Regions from separate parts of the Arachis hypogaea genome. Here region 2 is linked to region 1. Evidence: chromatin contacts called from public Hi-C data. All regions are on one chromosome and are shown on one strand. Each heading gives the region's core, a stretch centred on a gene start, on an enhancer-like site or on the middle of the called end of the contact. The rest is flanking DNA. Distances are from core to core; before and after follow the strand shown. Region 1 has its middle 5.4 kb from the start of LOC140182673. Region 2 holds the start of LOC112783942 (leucine-rich repeat receptor protein kinase HPCA1).

The links. A called contact is a pair of places that touch in the nucleus more often than the background predicts.
Region 2: a contact with region 1 is called in a Hi-C map of leaf, with 2.0 times the contacts expected there. The contact joins the promoter of LOC112783942 here to the enhancer-like site in region 1. A contact is called at or near these places in 3 of 8 Hi-C or Micro-C datasets (leaf and an unstated tissue).

The regions. Positions count from the first base shown.
Region 1 is chr20:73,111,239-73,115,985 of arahy.Tifrunner.gnm2.J5K5, forward strand. It overlaps the pseudogene LOC112786824. Among protein-coding and RNA genes, the nearest start is that of LOC140182673, 5.4 kb to the left of the region's middle. Within about 2 kb of position 1,268, at least 1 of the 3 cell types and tissues checked has open chromatin away from gene starts, as enhancers often do.
Region 2 is chr20:73,230,081-73,235,101 of arahy.Tifrunner.gnm2.J5K5, forward strand. LOC112783942 (leucine-rich repeat receptor protein kinase HPCA1) reads right to left here and starts at 2,013. Exons shown (of 13, transcript XR_011878514.1): 1 at 1,657-2,013; 2 at 1,473-1,534; 3 at 1,002-1,387; 4 at 730-868.

The DNA of each region.
Region 1 (4,747 bases), core at 18-2,517:
AGTTATGGATGGGATCTTTACTCAAGGAAATTTCAACAGGGAAGTGGGTGACTCAAGAAGAAGCATATGCCTCACCTCAGTTTTCGTCAAATGCTAGGATAAGTGGACCAAATTCAAACTCTTTGTCAACTTCACAATCAAAATCAGTTGAAAAGAAAACTGAAAATAAATCTCAAAATGAACTTTCACCGGGGCAAGTTGTTAGTTCTTCTTTGAATCCCAGAAAAAATGTGAAAGATGCCTATTCATCTCTTACTGTCGGCAAGAGAAAGAGAGCTGAAGAGAAGTCCAAAGCCAAAGTTATCTCTGAAGAAGAGAAAGCAGCTCTTAAGGCAAGAGAAGCTGAAAAGAGTAGAAGAGAGGGAGAAATCCTTGTTTGGTTTATACAGTAAACCTTACTAAGTTTGGAAAATTACGTTAACACCCTTCTTCTTCACCCTAAATTTTGTGGGTTATACTTCCTTTGCCTTGTTCTGTTAAAGTAGATGTTGTAATTCTCCCTGTGATTGCACCTTGTAAGATTAATATGTTCCATTTATTTTATACTTGTATATATTTTTTGGCCATTTTGCATGCATATTAACCTCGCTTATAATTTTTGACAATGATTAAATATCACATCACTAATGTGGTTTTCACATGCATTTGAGCATACTACAGTGTACATCATGACAATATAACAAGATTTGTTTCGGCTCATATAACTTAAACCAGTATCTATATATCTTTTTAATATTATCTTTTATTCCATTTTTAGAGGAGAGAGAAAATAAAAAATAAATATTTTTTAAATTTTTTAAATAATTGATACGTAAAAGTGAATATTTAAATTAAATAACAATAAATCTTTAAAAAAGTTCACTAAAAATTGAAAATTAAAGAATAATTAGCATTTCTAAACTTAAAATTAGCATGAAAATAAATTTTCGTATCCGTTTGAAATTATTTAATTTAATGGATCAATACGTTCTGGTTGTTATCGAGCCGTGATATAATATTTTAAAGAAAATGAAAAATAAATCTTTTATCTTTCATCTACAAATGAATTTTTTAACTTTTGTAAATAGGGATATATGGATTTCTGTGTACTGAATTCAAACCATCTGATAGAAAAATCTGTGTCTTCTATTTATTTAAGTCAGATATTTACTTGTATTTTAGTTTGACAAGAGATTTATTTGTCTTCTATTTTTATTTTTATACTATAGAATCTAACGTAAATCACGCTCATTTCATGTGTCACGCGCCAATCAATAATCAATCTATCCTTTTCGCTATATATATATATATATATATATACTCACCTAATGCTCAATCAAAAACCCACGTCAATACATTAGATAGACTTTTCGGATTCTTTTTCTAAACTCAAATAAAAAAAATCTTTAATTTAAAAAAAATTATTCTATCTTTAATTTCCATAATCCAATTTTTTCTGAAGAGAAGTTCGCTCAACACTCAAACTTCATGTATAACAAGTGTAATAACCCGTACCATACACGTGATAAAATTAAAATTATAATTTTAAATTATTCTATTAAAATTAATTTAAATTATAATAATTTAATTAATAAATAAATAATATGATGTGTATTGTTCATGTTTTTTAAATATAATATTAAATATATTAACTCGAATGTAGCTATTAAGTATATAAAAATTATGTTTGAATTATGAATTCTCTAAATAAAATTATGCCGTTTAAAATATTTAAATTATGATTTCAATCATAAATTATAATTATGATTTAAAAAAATTTCTTTGATATAATATTACATTTTTTTTTCCATTTTACTATTAATATATTGATATTGCAAGTCTAAATTACAGTATTTTACTTAATTTTGACTGAAAAAGAAAATAGTTACGTATTTCTATCATTTAATTTATTTAATACACCATGTGCTAACACTAACGGTATTTTTTTAAAAAAAATATATTGATAAAAATAGATATAATATAATTACAAATATAACATAAATAAATAAAATATATAAATAAATGCAAAACCAATATGTTTACCAATGTCTTTGTTAAATTTTATAAATTAGAGAATAAATTATGTATTCGGCTGCTCGGTGATCACATAAATGATCAAGTAATTAGATTGTAAATTGATCTCATAGTGTACATCTTATTTTTTCTCATTTTTGAATGAAAGTGAGAATTACGAAAGTAAGTAGTAATACATAAAGAAAAAAAATTGCAACACAACACATAATTATTACCAAAAGAAATATTCATATTAAAATATTAAAATTTTACATACTGCAAATCATGAAGATCATCAATCATAATGTACTGATCACTTTTCTCTATTTTTGACCATGATATAAGTTTTTCTTTTCCCGTCAAGAGTCTAATAACATTTAATTGAACAAAAAATAATTGAATTAAAAGTAACAAATTAAGAATAAATGAGTGAATAATATAAGAAATTATAACTTCGTACGTATATAAAATAAAGAAAATTGACTGATTTATTTTATGTTAAACGATAAAATTAACAATAGTATATTAATAAAAGGATATCCTTTAAAAAAAGTCACAATACAATTTCAAATATTTTCATAAATAAACTGTTAAAATTTTTGTTGTCAATAAAATGATGCTATTATACAATTTTTTGGCAAAATTGAAAATCAAAAGGAAAATAATTGTGTGTGAGTTAATATAAATTAATTACGTACCAAATAAGTAGAATCATTCATTTGTTTGTTTCAATATATCAGTATGGGCAAGCAAATTAAAATGATTATCTGAAATTTTACGATCATCGACGGTGTGTACTATCGTGACTCCTTCTTAAAAGATATTTTGTATGTGTGTACAGTCAGAAGATATATTCCGCTTGATTTCTCAATCTCAAAATTTGAGAAGACATAGACCTTCCTTTCTACTAATTCATTCTCAAATATTTTTATCAAATAATTCTTGATTGAATAATAAATTTTATCATACTACAAAATAAATTAAATATAAAAGCTATTAGCATTTACAAAGCTATTAAAAAAAATTGTCTTTGACTTGTGAAATGGTGTACTTATAAAATTAACTTAAAATATGAACTACAAATATTTATAAGAATTAATTTTGATGCACTGACGGTGTAAAGTAGTTTTACACATGCATCTAATTACGTAATGACACATCAATAAAAATAAATACCTTTCACATTGACCGTGTGAGTGGTCATCCAAAAAAACGTATGTGATTGCACAACTGTGTTACACTATCAGTGCATCGAAATTAAACTCTATTTATAAATTGAACTTAGCATTACTTGAAAAAATTTAGTAAATGAATAAATTAATCTTATCATCTATTAGAACTATTTCTATGTAAGCCGTCTTACTCTTGTCAAACTTGGATGAGACTTTCTATAGCCTTATAATTTTTGTCTTTATTTTTCATATTTTCTCTTCGTATAATCTATTATAGGTGATATTATTGATAGAATCGTAGTCAATAGTCATTAGGTATGGAAAAAAAATAGAATAAAGATTATATCAAAATTATAAATTTTTTAAATGATAACATGAAAGGAAATTTACTATTGCTTATTATATATACTAATATGTCAATAATTTTAAAAATATACTAATAATACGAATAGTCTAAGCATAATTGTACTACAGTTATAATAAATTTAGTTATTACTCTAAATAAATAAAATAAATAATATATTTGAAAACTAAAGAAAAAAAGATTAGCGGTAATTATGTTTAAAATGTTCGTATATTTTTTTTTTTTGTCATTCTTTCACCGCAATGTTAGATCAAGAAAACTCTAAATTTAAAATATAATAATAAATATGTCATGTGATGGAAAAATAATAAGCTAAAAAGAATATATATATATATATATATATATTGCTATAGGGAGTCGATACACAAAGATATGTTATCGTAATAAAATATCACACTATGAATAATTATATTTGTCAAGTAAATTTTTTTATACTCTATATCTATTATATTATTTTATGTAAAATTAAAATCTACTTTTTTAATATATATATATATATATATATGTCCAAAATTAAATTGGGATTATGCCTAAAATCTTAACACGGTAAACGGAATATAATTAATATCTAATATTTTAATAATTAAATACCTAAAATAAGTTAATAAATAACAATAATTAATACCTAAATATCATATATATATATATATTTGATATTGTCTAAAATTAAATTAAAATTATGTTCAAAGTCTTAATACCGTAATTGTGGTATAATTAATACCTAAAATTTTAATAATTAAATACCTAAAATAAGTTAATTAAATGACAACAATTAATATCTAAAATATTAAAAAGAAATTCTTAATAAATATGAGAAATGAAAATAAAAAAATTAATAAATAATATTAGTGTTTAAATGAAAGAATTGATAAAGAATAATAATTATAAGTAAAAATAATATTTTTATTTTGGAAAAAAAACACATGAAAAATTGTTTAATAATTTGTGCCATGTAGATGATAATAAATTGTTCACTAATTCGTACTATGCACGTGATAAGGTTGAAATTATAATTTTAAATTATTTTATTAAAATTAATTTGATTGTAGATTTGTAGTAATTTGATTAATAAAAAGTAACATGTTATGCATTCATTTTTTCTTAATCTAGTGTTATGTATATCAACTCTAATATGGTTATTAATGGTTTTTGTTAATCTACTTTTTTTCTAAATTTATGATTTAAAATAACAATTATAAATATTAATAATTAAATAAAT
Region 2 (5,021 bases), core at 763-3,262, 120 kb after region 1:
TATAGCTTCGTAGCCTAAAATAATAAATCCTAAAAGGAGGAAGAGTGCAAACATTTAGTTGTTTTTTTAAGCACTTTCTATTGGATCCTTTTGTTTGTTCAGTATACAAGTCACAGAACATAATAAATTCACATGTAATACACAAAAATGTTATTATCATACATGTATATAGACCAAGCTATTAGGCGTACAGCAAATTATATTTCATATTAAATACCGTTACTAATATGGATGTAGATAAATGCCAAGATATGCATTTTTAATTTTCTTTTATAGAAATAAGATGGATATAAGTTAAATATTATAATAGGGCTTTAATGTGAGTAAATAACTAAATAATCATGGTTTTCTTTGTCATATATATAAAACTGTGAATGATATGTAAGTAGGATTTAATTAGCATATATTCACGTAATGCAGCTTGAAACAGAGTGAGGGCATCTTCTTGAATTTTTGTAGTTCCGTATCTTAAAGGACAAGATTTAGAAGGGAACTTTCTAAGTGAATCTGATTCTCCTTTTTAAAAGAAACATTAAAATAAGACAGATAGATTGATACAAAACTACTGATGAATACAGAAGATGACTCAACCCTAAGAGTCAAGTCATCCACTAAGACATTACCAGTGGGAGTTACAACCTGAATTTTGGGAGCAGCATCAATATCAAAATAATAACAAAATCATAATGACAAGTTCAGGTGTATAGATGGTTCATTGAAATCACTTGCCTTGACACCAGAGAATTCAATGTAGTTAGCTTCACTTATGAAACTTCTACTTCCTCTGCTTTGGAGTGAAGATTTCTCATTCTCCAGGCTTAGCTCCCTTGATGCAGCCATTAACTCATGAATGCGATAAGCATAACCACTATAAAATATATAGTTTACTTAGAATATATAGGCTTGAACTTTGCAAGGATTTGTATATAACATATGCCTACATACCAAGAATAAAAACCGATATCAACTTCAAAAAAGGATAAATGATAGATTTAATATACCTGAGTCGATTGAGCCGTTTTGCACTAATAAAAAGAGTTTCCAGTGACTGAAATAGGGAAACAATAACACTAGTATGATATCTTAGATTGCTTAGCATCTCTGCACCCCTAAAGTTGAACTGTCAGACCTTAGATGGCCAGAAAAGAAAGGCTCAATTATCAGAATAATAGCAACTGTAGCACCAAGATACTTCAATAAAAAGTCCTGAATCATGACAAACCACCAATGGTCATGTAGGACACTACTCAAATGCCTAACCAAGGTCTTAAACTTCTGTTGAATATGGGCTTTTTCTCTCATCTCTCCACCATAAAATGCTATAATTTTCAAGTGAGTCCTCAATCGCGAGTGAAGCTCTCGATAGTCTCCTTCCAGTTGCTGCTCTCTGGACATTAGTTTGCCATGAGCCAACGTCATCAAAATCAATATCAAACTATGAAAGTTAAAAACTATAGAAAGCAATGGCCTACCATGAATTTTAAGTCAAAAAAGCTTCAATTGCAGAAAATAATTCATCAAAATTAGAGTAAACCTGCAGATTCAAACAAAGCACAAAAGTAGAGTATGATAAACCTAAATTTGGCACAGAAAAATTGAGCCCTAAAATTTATCACGAAGAACAGAATCACAAAATCAGGATATATATATATATACCTAAAATTTAATATGGTTACAAGAAGAACTGAGAGAACGAGTTGAGATTAAATGGAAGAGGAGCCAGAGGGAGCAGATGCGATGAGAGCGGCGGCAGAGAGAGCTCTGCGACGATGGGAGTAGATGCGACAAGAGCAGCGGCGGAGGGATCTCGTGCGACGCAAGGGATGACAGAGAGAGATTGTGCGACGCAATGGCGGCAGCGGTGGAAGAAGCAGAAGTAGCAGCCACGGAGAGAAGAAGTAGCTTGTGCTACGGAGAGAAGAAGAAGAAGCCGTGTTTCATTTAGAAGAAGCTGGAAGAAGCTCGTGTTTCATTTGGTCTTAATTCAATATTTCCGACGAAAAATTTTAAATTACAGACGGATTTTTCGTCAATAATAATTTAATAGAATACCGCGTTTCGTCTATTTAATTATAGACGGATTTTTTGTCTGTAATCATTTCCCACGAAAAAAATTAATTTTACCGACAGAATTATCGACGAATTTTATTTTTTGTCTGTAATTTATGCTAATTCATTGTTTTTGTTTTTCGACAAAAAAATCCCTCTGAAATTCTGTCTGTATTTTCGTGGGATAAAATCCGTCGGAAATATCCGTCTGTAATAACTAGTTTTCTAGTAGTGTGTGAGTGAGACAATTAATTATGAGTGACAAGGGTAAAGAAATTAAAATTTATTATTTGATGAGGTAAAAATAATTAGAACACGAATTAAACACTAATCTTAAAGGTTTTGACCTAAATTTGGGCCAACGGGCTAAATCGAGTGAACCGGGCCCAAGTGGACCCAAGCCCACCTATATAAGGCTTCAACTAAAGCCATTTAAGCATCTTTCATCCCACTTTCATTGTGTTCCATGCTGAAATGAGAAGAGAGTGAGGAAGAATAACACAAACCCTAACTCCATAAACTTCAATCCTCCGTAACTTTTGATCCGGAGCACCGATTGACAAGCCGTTTGTAGTCACGTAAAGCCCAGACCATCCTCTTCAATTTTAATTGAACAAAGTGGTGAGTAATTCGAAATCCATACTCCAGTTCTCTTCCCTAACATAATTCGCATTTTTGGCTTTGGGGTATTGAGTTTTTCATGGTTTTAATGGTTTAGGAGTGCTCTAGTATGAGCTATATCTGGATTTCAATAATTTTTATGGGTTAAGGTAAGAAACCTCTAAATCCTTGTAGTTTTCAAATTTTATGAATCCTAAGTTGATATATGTGTGAATTGGTTACATTAGAATTGTTGGCTAATTTTGGTACACATTGGGAGCTTGAATTTGGCTTGCAGAGCTTTTGGGTGAACCTTGGTGGCTTGTTTGGAACTTGGGTATTGTTGGAGTGGAAAATCCAAGTGTTGGGTGTGAACTTGGGTATGGTTTAAGTTTTATTTAAATACTATGTAATGTGACATGAAGTCCTAGGCTAGATGAACCAAGGATATTGTTGAATTTTGGTGTGGTTGGTTGTTGTTAGTTTAATGTGAATGTTATGATACAATGTATGTTATTGATTGAATTTGTAGATGATTTACTATAATGATATTGTCAATAATCATGAATTGGGTATTGAAAGAGATTGGGCCAGAGGCTGTGAAGGGGTGAGACCGGATAAGTTTTGACGGTATGAAATAAGTGAATTGATGTAATTGTGAATGGTGTGATTATGATTATGATTATGATGGTGACAGTAAATTTAGAGTGATTAATGTTTGGAAATTGTGTTCAATATTTGAGGTGTGTTTGAATTGGAAAATTGTCGAGAAAGATAATTAATGGATGATATGGTGTTGTGTGGATTAGATATGGTTTGATTTGAGAATGGTATTGAAATATGGTTTTAGGTGTCAAATGCAAGGAGATTGAGAATTAATATAAAATTGAAAGTGCATAGTTTTTGGTAAGAAAATAGATTTTTAGCCAACTTCGGTGGGCCATAACTCGATCCTCAGGGTTGGAAATTTAACAAAAAAAGATTTTTATAAAATTTTATTCAACAATCTTTCCAATCAAGAATGGTTGAAAAATAATTTTTGTGAAAAAAGTTATGAGATTTCAAAGTTTGGGGTAAAAAACTGAATTTCTGCAATATAGCAGCTTTCTGAAAACTGATAAACATGCGTACATGGATGTGTCATGTGACGTGGGTATAGGGCTCTGCCCGGTACTTCGTGTACGTGGACGTGGGCTGTGTACGTGACTTTGGAAAATTTTGGACTCTCGCGTACGCGAGCCTATGTTGCTACCAACACCCCAGCATACGCAACTATAGTCCGCGTACGCACTATTGGCAATTCCGACACTCATGCGTACGCAGACAAGGCATGCGTATGCATTATCCCCAGTTTTGCTGAAATTATATTTTTAAAGCTTTCAACCATTCTTCTAGCCTTACAAACCTCTACAAGTTCTGTTATGAGTCTAGATCTGGTGAAATAGAGAGTAGAGAAGTCAGAAATGAGGATTTAGCATTGATTAGGATGAGTATGATAATGAGAGATAGTGATGATGATTGTTTTGATTACAAATGATGAGAATGATTTTGATATGGAGAGATGATGATGAATTAACTATGATTAAGTAAGATGAGAAGGGTTATGATAATGAGAGATGATGGAGATTGATTACGATTGAATATGATGAGAATGATAATGATGATGAGTGAAATGAACGATGAGTCTAAGTTATTGACAATTGGTGAACGATGACGGATTGCGGAGGTTGAGGATTCCCTCCGAGTTATACATTGTATACGTGAGTAAAGATTTTGGCGAGATTATGATGAGAAGTATTGCAGGCACCATATCTGGGACTGAATAGACGAGTTAAGGTCGAGGATTCTCTTTCTTGTTCTAGGTTTTGAAATGAGTACATACATGTGGAAAAGAGTGATATTGATATTGATGGAGATTGTCGAGTGAGAAACTAAATTAATGATGAAGTCTTATGAGTAGTAAACTGATTGAATATGAAATTGACTGAGGAAATGAATGAATAAGCGAGTTGAGGTAGAGGATTCTCTCTCTTGTATTGGAATTATGATTAAAGAGGCAATAAGATTTATGTTGTGAGGATGGTAGTGTTATCCCACTAACGAAAAGGCGAGTTGAGATTGAGGATTCTCTCACTTGCTGTGATAAATAGGTTAAGGTTGAGGATTCCCTTTCTTGTTGCAGTGGACAAGCTTGAGGTTGAGGATTCCCTTACTTGTCGCATCAGAGAGTTGGATAGAAGGTCAAGGATTCCCTTCGGTTTAATTCTATAATTATTAGTTCGAATTTTGGGTATGTTTATTTGTGTTGAATTAAAATGAGTTTCGAAATTGAAATAGCGAGGACGATGGTTGGATTCTGCTCACGGATAGGC